Regions from separate parts of the Zea mays genome. Here region 1 is linked to region 2. The links are chromatin contacts, called in public Hi-C maps. All regions are on one chromosome and are shown on one strand. The core of a region is the stretch at or near the end of the contact, and the rest is flanking DNA. Distances in the headings are between cores, read along the strand shown.

What was found. A called contact is a pair of places that touch in the nucleus more often than the background predicts.
Region 1: a Hi-C map of endosperm shows a contact between it and region 2, with 2.1 times the contacts expected there. The contact joins the enhancer-like site here to the promoter of LOC541888 in region 2. A contact is called at or near these places in 6 of 25 Hi-C or Micro-C datasets (bundle sheath, ear, endosperm and 3 more).

Annotation. Positions count from the first base shown.
Region 1 is chr7:42,940,950-42,945,101 of Zm-B73-REFERENCE-NAM-5.0, reverse strand. The region is part of intron 14 of LOC103632291 (phosphomannomutase/phosphoglucomutase); the gene reads left to right. Among protein-coding and RNA genes, the nearest start is that of LOC103632291, 60 kb to the left of the region's middle. Within about 2 kb of position 1,756, at least 1 of the 20 cell types and tissues checked has an H3K27ac peak or open chromatin away from gene starts, as enhancers often do. A contact at or near this core is called in endosperm, where this site is marked.
Region 2 is chr7:42,615,414-42,619,260 of Zm-B73-REFERENCE-NAM-5.0, reverse strand. LOC541888 (plasma membrane intrinsic protein 2) reads left to right here and starts at 1,783. Exons shown (of 3, transcript NM_001111554.2): 1 at 1,783-2,472. The coding sequence starts at 1,855.

The DNA of each region.
Region 1 (4,152 bases), core at 507-3,006, 330 kb before region 2:
TTGAGGTCAATACTAGAGTACCCAAACTAGACCTAACATGGTATCGGAGCCAAGTTGCGATCTTGGGACACTCGTCATTTTGGATGACTTCTCTCACTACTTGTGAACCTTTCCCCTCCATTGTAAGTTTGACATCTTCCCCCACCTTTCTCATTTCTTTGCATGGATGTTGACTCAGTTCGGTCGTACCATCCAGGCCATTCGGTGCGATAATGGACGAGAGTTTGATAACTCCACGTCTCACACATTCTTTCTCTCCCACGTCGTGCAGCTTTGGATGTCGTGCCCTTACACCTCCCCTTAGAATGGCTGAGTCGAGCGCATGATTCGCACCACCAACAACATGTTGCGTTGCCTCCTCTTTCAGGCGTCTCTCCCCGCCCCACCTTCCTCTGCCCATGTTGCCACACCCTACGCCCTTGCCTCCACTTGGCACCGTCGTCTTGACCACTCTGGCCACGACGTTCTTTCTCGACTCTCGGCCACCTCGGCCATTCCTTGTCCTCGCGGCGACGCCACATCGCTTTGTCATGCGCTTGGGCGTCACACTTGCTTACCTTTTTCCTATTCCACGCCCCGCGCTACTCGCCCCTTCGACCTCATCCACTATGACCTCTGGACATCCCCAGCATCTCTGGTATCTAGCTAGGTATAGTTGTTTTTCTCCCCTTTCCTCCCACCTAGCCACTGCCCCTGCCTGTACCCGTGCTACAGTAGCCAGCTGACCTCCTCCCCCTTCCCCTCCTCCGGCGACCCTCCCTGATAGTTCGTCTCCGCGCGCGTGGATCCGTGCCCTCGCCGCAAGTTCGCAGTCGCGCCTGCTTGAGATCCTTTGTACAGGCTGATGCAACCGCTATCCTCTGGTCGGCGCGGCTGCCCTGCTTTTGGTCAGCGTGTCCATCCTCCTAGCCATCGCTGCGACGCCCAGCGCTCCTGTAGGCCGGCGAGGCCGCCCTCCATTCGACTGACGCGACTGCCCTCCATCTAGGGGTGGTAATGGATCGCGATCCAAATACCTCTTCACAATTTGGTAAGGCCCTAAATTATTTCTAGTTCAAAAATGAATAAAAACAAAGCCCGATCCTAATCCGATTTGATCCTTAAGTTTTATAGTGTAAAATTTGAGGCCCATTGTCAGCCCTACCTCCATCTGGCCGGCGCGACCGTCCTCCACCAGGCCGGCGCGACCGCTTTGCCCCCTGCCGTCCTCTCCACGGCTCCCGTCGGTGCCCCCCTGTACACAGTGAGCTACGCGCGCCCTCTCTGGCTCGACGCCTCTCGTACTCTTGGATGTCTCCCCATCTTCCTCTAGCGTCGGTAGGGATGATAATGGGCTATACATTTTGCACTATAAGATTTAAGGATCGAATCGGGTTAGGATCGGGCTCTATTTCTAGTCATTTTTGAACTATAATTTATTTAGGGCCTTGACATTTTGTGAAGAACCATTTGGATCACGATCCATTACCACCCATAGGCGTCGGCAAGGTCCTGCTTGCGCCGTCGCCCAGCAGCACCAACGCACAACCCTTGCTACCTCCTCCGACGGTGGGATCTTTATCGCTTTCCTCCCCGCGCTTCCCAGCCCCGCCATACACACGCATCTCGTGACGCCCGAGGCCACGCCGATGCCGTCTAGCTTCACCTCCGCCATGGCGGAGCTCCCGACGCTCCCTAAAGCCATGGCGCGGCTGTCCCGGCCCCAAGTGCTAGCTGGCCTCTCCTTTCGCCGCTGGTCCCTTGCGGCCCTGACGCGTCCCCTTCGACTCCCTGCAACCATGGCGCTCTCGCCTCCGCCCACAGTGGCCCTGACGCACCTCTACCGGCTGTGGGCAGCCCCATCGCCCCTGCTCTGCCCCCCTCCGGCCTCACGCCGGCCGGTCGTGTCTTCACCCCCTTGCCGACGGTTAGCTCTCCTCCCCTTGGGTGCATCCCCTGCTCCTGCGCCTTCAGTGCGCCACAACTGATCACAGTTGTCGCACACTGCCCGCGATTGCGTAGCCCCCTCCCCATCTCGCGCCCGGCGCCGCTTGGTGGTGGCAGCGGTGGTGTCCATGGCAGCCAACATAGCCGCAGTGGTGGCGGCGGTGGACGTGTCCATCGGGGCGACGACGGGAGGGCGCCGCAGCAGGGGCTCCGCTGGACGGGGTGGGACGCGGCTCTGCTGGCTTCCAGGGGGCGTCGATGGCCGGAGACGTACAGGTGTCGGGTGCTGCAGGGCCGGGCGCGGTCGGCCTGGCGGCTGCGGCCTGGTTCGATCGGAGAGGCGAGGGGCGGCGTCGGGGCGCCGGATCGGCAGGCGGCGCGACGGCCTGGGCCGGTCGCGGGCGCCTGGGCAGGAGCGGTGGCGCTGCTCGGTCGCGGGCCGCTGGGCGTCGGGGAGGCGAGGCGGGCGCGACTCTGGGCGCGGGGCTGCGCGGCCCTGAACGGGCGGCTCGGCAGGGCGCCGGGGCGTGCGGCCGGATGAGCAGGGGCGGGTGTACGGACCGGGCGGGGTGCAGAGCTCGGCGCGCGGGCGTCGGGTCCTCGGCGGCAGTCGGCGACGAGCGGCGGCTACGGGAGCGCGGCTCCGGAGGCAGCGGGCGGCCTGGAGCAGGCGGGCGCGCGAGCGCAGGCGGCGGGCGGCCTGGCGCAGGCGCGGCCAAGCGCACGGCGTCGCGGGAGTGCGACGGATGCGCGGGTACGGGAGGGCTCTGGGCGCGACGGGAAACGGGAGGGCGGCGCGCCGGGGAGGGAGGCTGGCGGCCGGAGGTGGGAGGGAAAGGAGACGGTGGCTGGAGCCGGCGGCGGGGAGGAGGCCGGTCGTTTGGGACCGACGGCTGAAAAAAAAACCTAAACCTAAACCTAGCTCTTTGATACCATGTTGGAATAGGAACCCATACCCTAAACAGGGGTTGGGAGTGATATTAATAGAGTGAGTAACTGGGCCAGGCCCATTACACAGGGGGTATAACGGTCATTACAATGGGAATAACACAAACCCTAGACGGGTAGTCTAACAGCGACGAACCTTACCTCCACCGTGGTTCTCGAGCATCCCTACTATGTGCGCGTCTTCCTTTACACTGACCATCTTCTCCGGGGCACCTTCGTGACCTTTGATCGTGTCATGAATCGTATTCTCCGTTACTGCATCGAGCTCCACCCTCAGACGGGCCGCCACACTACTGGGTTGTTTGTGTTTCCCAGCACCACAATTGTCTTCATGACGACCGAGGCCTTGTCCTCTTCCCCATTCACGCTTGCCGTCAGCATGCTCATCACTGCCGACCCCAGCACCCCTTCCGGTGGCTCTGTGGGTGTGTCACCGCTGGCTCTCTCATCCTTCATATCATCGCCACCGCCTCCTCCCACCGACTAGGTTGCCAACTCTGGCGTCTCGTTCCATACCATTCCTGACCCTAGAGTTGTCTCTTTACCTCATTCTCTTAGCCCCACATTCCATTCATCATTGTCGGTAATGGGTTGACTCTACCTGTCACCTTAGTAGGTGACAGTTCTTCCTGGTCCTTTCTACCTCAGCGACATTTTTGTTGTCCCAACATCATCTAGAACCTTCTCTTGGTCCGTCGCTTCACCACTGATAACCGTTGTTCTATGGAGTTCGATCCCTGGGGACTTACCATACGAGATCTTACTGTTGCTGTGGTTGCTCGATGCGACAGCTCCATCCCCTTATATTCCATTCGTTTCTCCCCTCCAGCGCCGAGGCCGAGTACCTCACTGTGGCTAATGGCGTCGCTGAGGCGGCATGGCTTCGTCAGCTGCTCCAGGAGCTGCACAGTCCGTTGACATGGAGCACACTTGTCTACTGTGATAACGTCAGTGCCATGTATCTCTCCACCAATCCTGTTCAGCACCAGCGCACAAATCATGTTGAGCTCGACCTCTACTTCGTCCGCGAGCGTGTCGCCGTCGGGGATGTGCGAGTTCTCTATGTCCCGACCACTTCTCAGTTTGTCGACATCTTCACCAAGGGCCTAACTACATCGTTATTTGAGGAGGTTTGGTCCAGTCTTAACATCTGTCGTGGCTAGAATTTCGACCACGAGAGTGTTAGAGTTATTTGTGGCTTTGTATTGTAATGGGGTGTTTTCTATGTAATGGGCTTAGGGCCAACAACTCTATTATAAATATAGCTCCCCCAACCCT
Region 2 (3,847 bases), core at 534-3,033:
TAGAGATGTAAGTACTCTTGTTTTCTATTCTCATGGTTAGGATCATTAGGGGATCTCAGTACGACTCTAATATCATCGATAAACTTCTAGATTCTTAGGATCCGAATGACCCTCCAAATATCCATCCATGACTTTTGTATTGAAGTGTTCATGTACATCTATTTGATTTGCAAGAACAAGGGGTTCACACCTTGATGGCCAATGTCTAGGATGACGCTATTTGTTGTCGTGGAGTTCCGCTGTAGGAACGTCGGTGTTTAGGTGTCCTCATTCTCCTCCTCCTTCCCGCGGAGTTAGGATTTGTGGAAGGACGTCGGTGGCCAGTGCAGTGGGTGTCTTGTTCGGTTAATTCTGTTATTTATGGATTGAATGTGATTGAAAAAATTAAGAAGAAATTTGACTTACTTGAGATTTAAACTCACCTAATCCCACTCAATCTATATGAATTGAGAGTTAACCGAACAAGCCTTAACATGATTAGAGATGAATCTGATCACTAGGGGCGCTAAGGTTATCGAGACCTGGGGGTCTGAGTATGTGCGGCGACCAGGATTTGTGGAAGCAAAAAGTGTTGGCTTCCATGCTCTGTTCCATTTTATATGGCGCTCTTGTGACATAACTATGTAAGAGTTTGCGTCCTAGTGCGAATTAGGGAGAAAAGAAGATAGACTTGAGATCGGTCCTATAACTCGTATGTTAAGGGCTCATTTGAAACAAAGAAAAAATTTCTGAATACTGTGTGTTTTCCCTGTGTTTTTGAACGAAATTCTTATACCAGGATATATCTTGTGCACATGGAAGACTGGTGCATATGGTGCACATATTAAATCATCACCACTTATTTTAGATTTAACGTCTCTAATTGATAATTCAATTTACAAATAACACATTTCACCACTACACACCACCACGGTGGAAGGTGTCCTTAGCAAAATATACCAAACAACTAAAGACGTTAGATCTAAAATAAGTGATGATGATTTAATATGTGTACCATATGCATCAATCTTCCATGTAAACTAGATATGTTCTCTTCTATAAAATAATTACGTTTTCCAAAGGAGCTCTAAAGAAGGGGACTAAAAATGTCGGAAATTGCCGCCCAACCCCTTTCACTCGTCTGCCTCCAGTTCTATTCGAAGCTTGTTTTCTCGGGGGCTCTTGTTTCCTTGATTGATAGAGACTAGGGAGCGGAGCCGGGGGGTTAGTGTTTTAGCCGTTTGATTTTTAATTGACAGCGCAGGGTAACCATTGACTTACGTACATATCTTGTAACATTTTTTAAAAGTTTTATCTTGTCGCATTTTCATTTCCCCGGATTCCATCCATGGAAACTTGTACCATTTTTCCCCCTCGGAAAACAAATACCCCAGCCCATGGATTGTGGGCCTGTGGGGGGATCCTTGGCTTTACAGCACAAACCTCGATAGCCTATCCAGCCAGCATCGTTGGATTGGAGCACGCAAACAAAACCAAAAGGGAGAGCGACAGCGTCAGGAAATAATACCCAGGGGAAAAAACAGAGAGAGAAAGAAAAGAAAAGAAAAGAAAAGGCCATTCAATCTTATCAACACAAAGTTGATTTAATAAAAAAAGGCAGGAATCGGTACAGAAGCTGCTGAATTTTCTGTTCCATTCCATCAAGCAATAATGAAGCGGGGGAGCATGGCCCGCCCCAGCCTTGCAGCACTATTGTGCTTTGTTGTCACTTACCTACTCTTCACTCCCTCCATAAATAGCACCACTGCACCCTCTCCTTCGCGCACTCATCCATTCCATCATCCCCTTTGCAAGTATAGTCTCTCTGCTAAGCGAAGCGAAGCTTCAAGCTAGTCTCGGCGGCTCTAGAAGACGATGGGCAAGGACGACGTGATCGAGAGCGGCGCTGGCGGCGGCGAGTTCGCTGCCAAGGACTACACGGACCCTCCCCCGGCGCCGCTGATCGACGCGGCGGAGCTGGGGTCCTGGTCGCTGTACCGCGCCGTGATCGCCGAGTTCATCGCCACGCTGCTGTTCCTGTACATCACGGTGGCCACCGTGATCGGGTACAAGCACCAGACGGACGCGTCGGCGTCGGGCGCCGACGCGGCGTGCGGCGGCGTGGGCGTGCTGGGCATCGCCTGGGCCTTCGGCGGCATGATCTTCGTCCTCGTCTACTGCACCGCCGGCATCTCGGGGGGCCACATCAACCCCGCCGTCACCTTCGGCCTCTTCCTGGCGCGCAAGGTCTCCCTGGTGCGCGCGCTGCTCTACATCGTGGCGCAGTGCCTCGGCGCCATCTGCGGCGTCGGCCTCGTCAAGGCGTTCCAGAGCGCCTACTTCGACAGGTACGGCGGCGGCGCCAACTCGCTCGCCTCCGGCTACTCCCGCGGCACCGGCCTCGGCGCCGAGATCATCGGCACCTTCGTGCTCGTCTACACCGTCTTCTCCGCCACCGACCCCAAGCGCAACGCCCGCGACTCCCACGTCCCGGTGAGCACCCGACCAACGCCACCGCCTTCTCCTTTTTTTTTTGTTTTGTTTTTGTCTCGACCCTCGGTCTGCTGCTACCTGCTAGTAAGTAGCTGTTTGTTGGGAGTAGTAGTATTTTATTTTTAAAACTAGCTTAAAAGTTCGCTTGTCTTAATCAGTTGGCATCAGTCGTAAGTTGAGTCCCAGGCGAGCTTAATTAGAGCTCAAGTTATGCTAGCTAACATGCTCAAATCTCGGCAATGTACATGGCGCACGTGAAAAAAGAAAATTTCCGTTCACGGGCAGAGAGAGGGAAAGGAGTAGCACAACAAATACAAAAAGGCAGGAGAATATCCATTTTTTCTTGATCGGCTGTGCTACGCAGCGCTGTGGCTAGCACATATTTTGAAGCTAGCACATATTTTCAAGCTAGCAGCAAGGCCACAACAGTTAGCACTCAGCAGCACATCTATTATTTGCTCCATCCAAGATGAATTTCTTTGCCGTAGACTGAAGTGTTTCGTTTTATACTATTTTTGTTTTGTTTTTGAAAGATTCTCCTGCGGACTATTTTGTTCTTCCATGGACCATGCATGTTTATGTACTGCTCTAAATTACTCTGTTCGTGGCTTCCATGAGGATTAAAATCTTCATAAAGTTAAAACGTGTGGAAGGCCGGCGAATCAATCAATCATGTGTTGTGTCAGGATGCGTGAGCTCCAAATCTTCTGGCACTCATCACTCACCAGTACTAGCACCCCTGCGTCATTAAGGCTTTCATAGTCGTGATAATGACCGTTATTAACGCACACTCGGTGGAACATTCGAGTGGGAGTGCATCCACGTCATGGTCAGGCTAGGGGCCAACCATCGGCATCACCCCCGGCCCGGACATATAATTAAAGAGCTCCGGCCTTATCTTTCTGTGCATGCATGCCATCATCTCCATTGTGCAGACGCGAAAGAAAGCACTGCATTTTTTTTACCGCTCCCATCCACTGACCGCCATTGACGGCACAGCAACAGTAAACAAATTTCGGGCCGGGTAGTGCTACGGGTCAGTGGCGGGCCCCCGGCGTGTAAAAAGCTGAGCTGGGGGGGGGGGTCTGGTCCGGCCCTGTAGGGGTACATGGTCCGACCGGTAGGTCGGGTCCATCCAGTCCTTGTCGTGATTAGCTAGTCCGTGCACCGTGCACGCCCTACCTCCCTTGTGTCCCATGCCATGTGGGCCTCTCGTCACCTCTGTCCCTCCATGGCCATGATGATGAATTATTGGCGCCCTCGCACCGTACCTTCGTCCTTTGCTCCTACTCTACTACGGGCACGAGCCTCCTGCGTTTTCAAACGATTTCGCACGTTATTTTTGAAAAAAAAAACTTTTATTGACCGTGCGTAC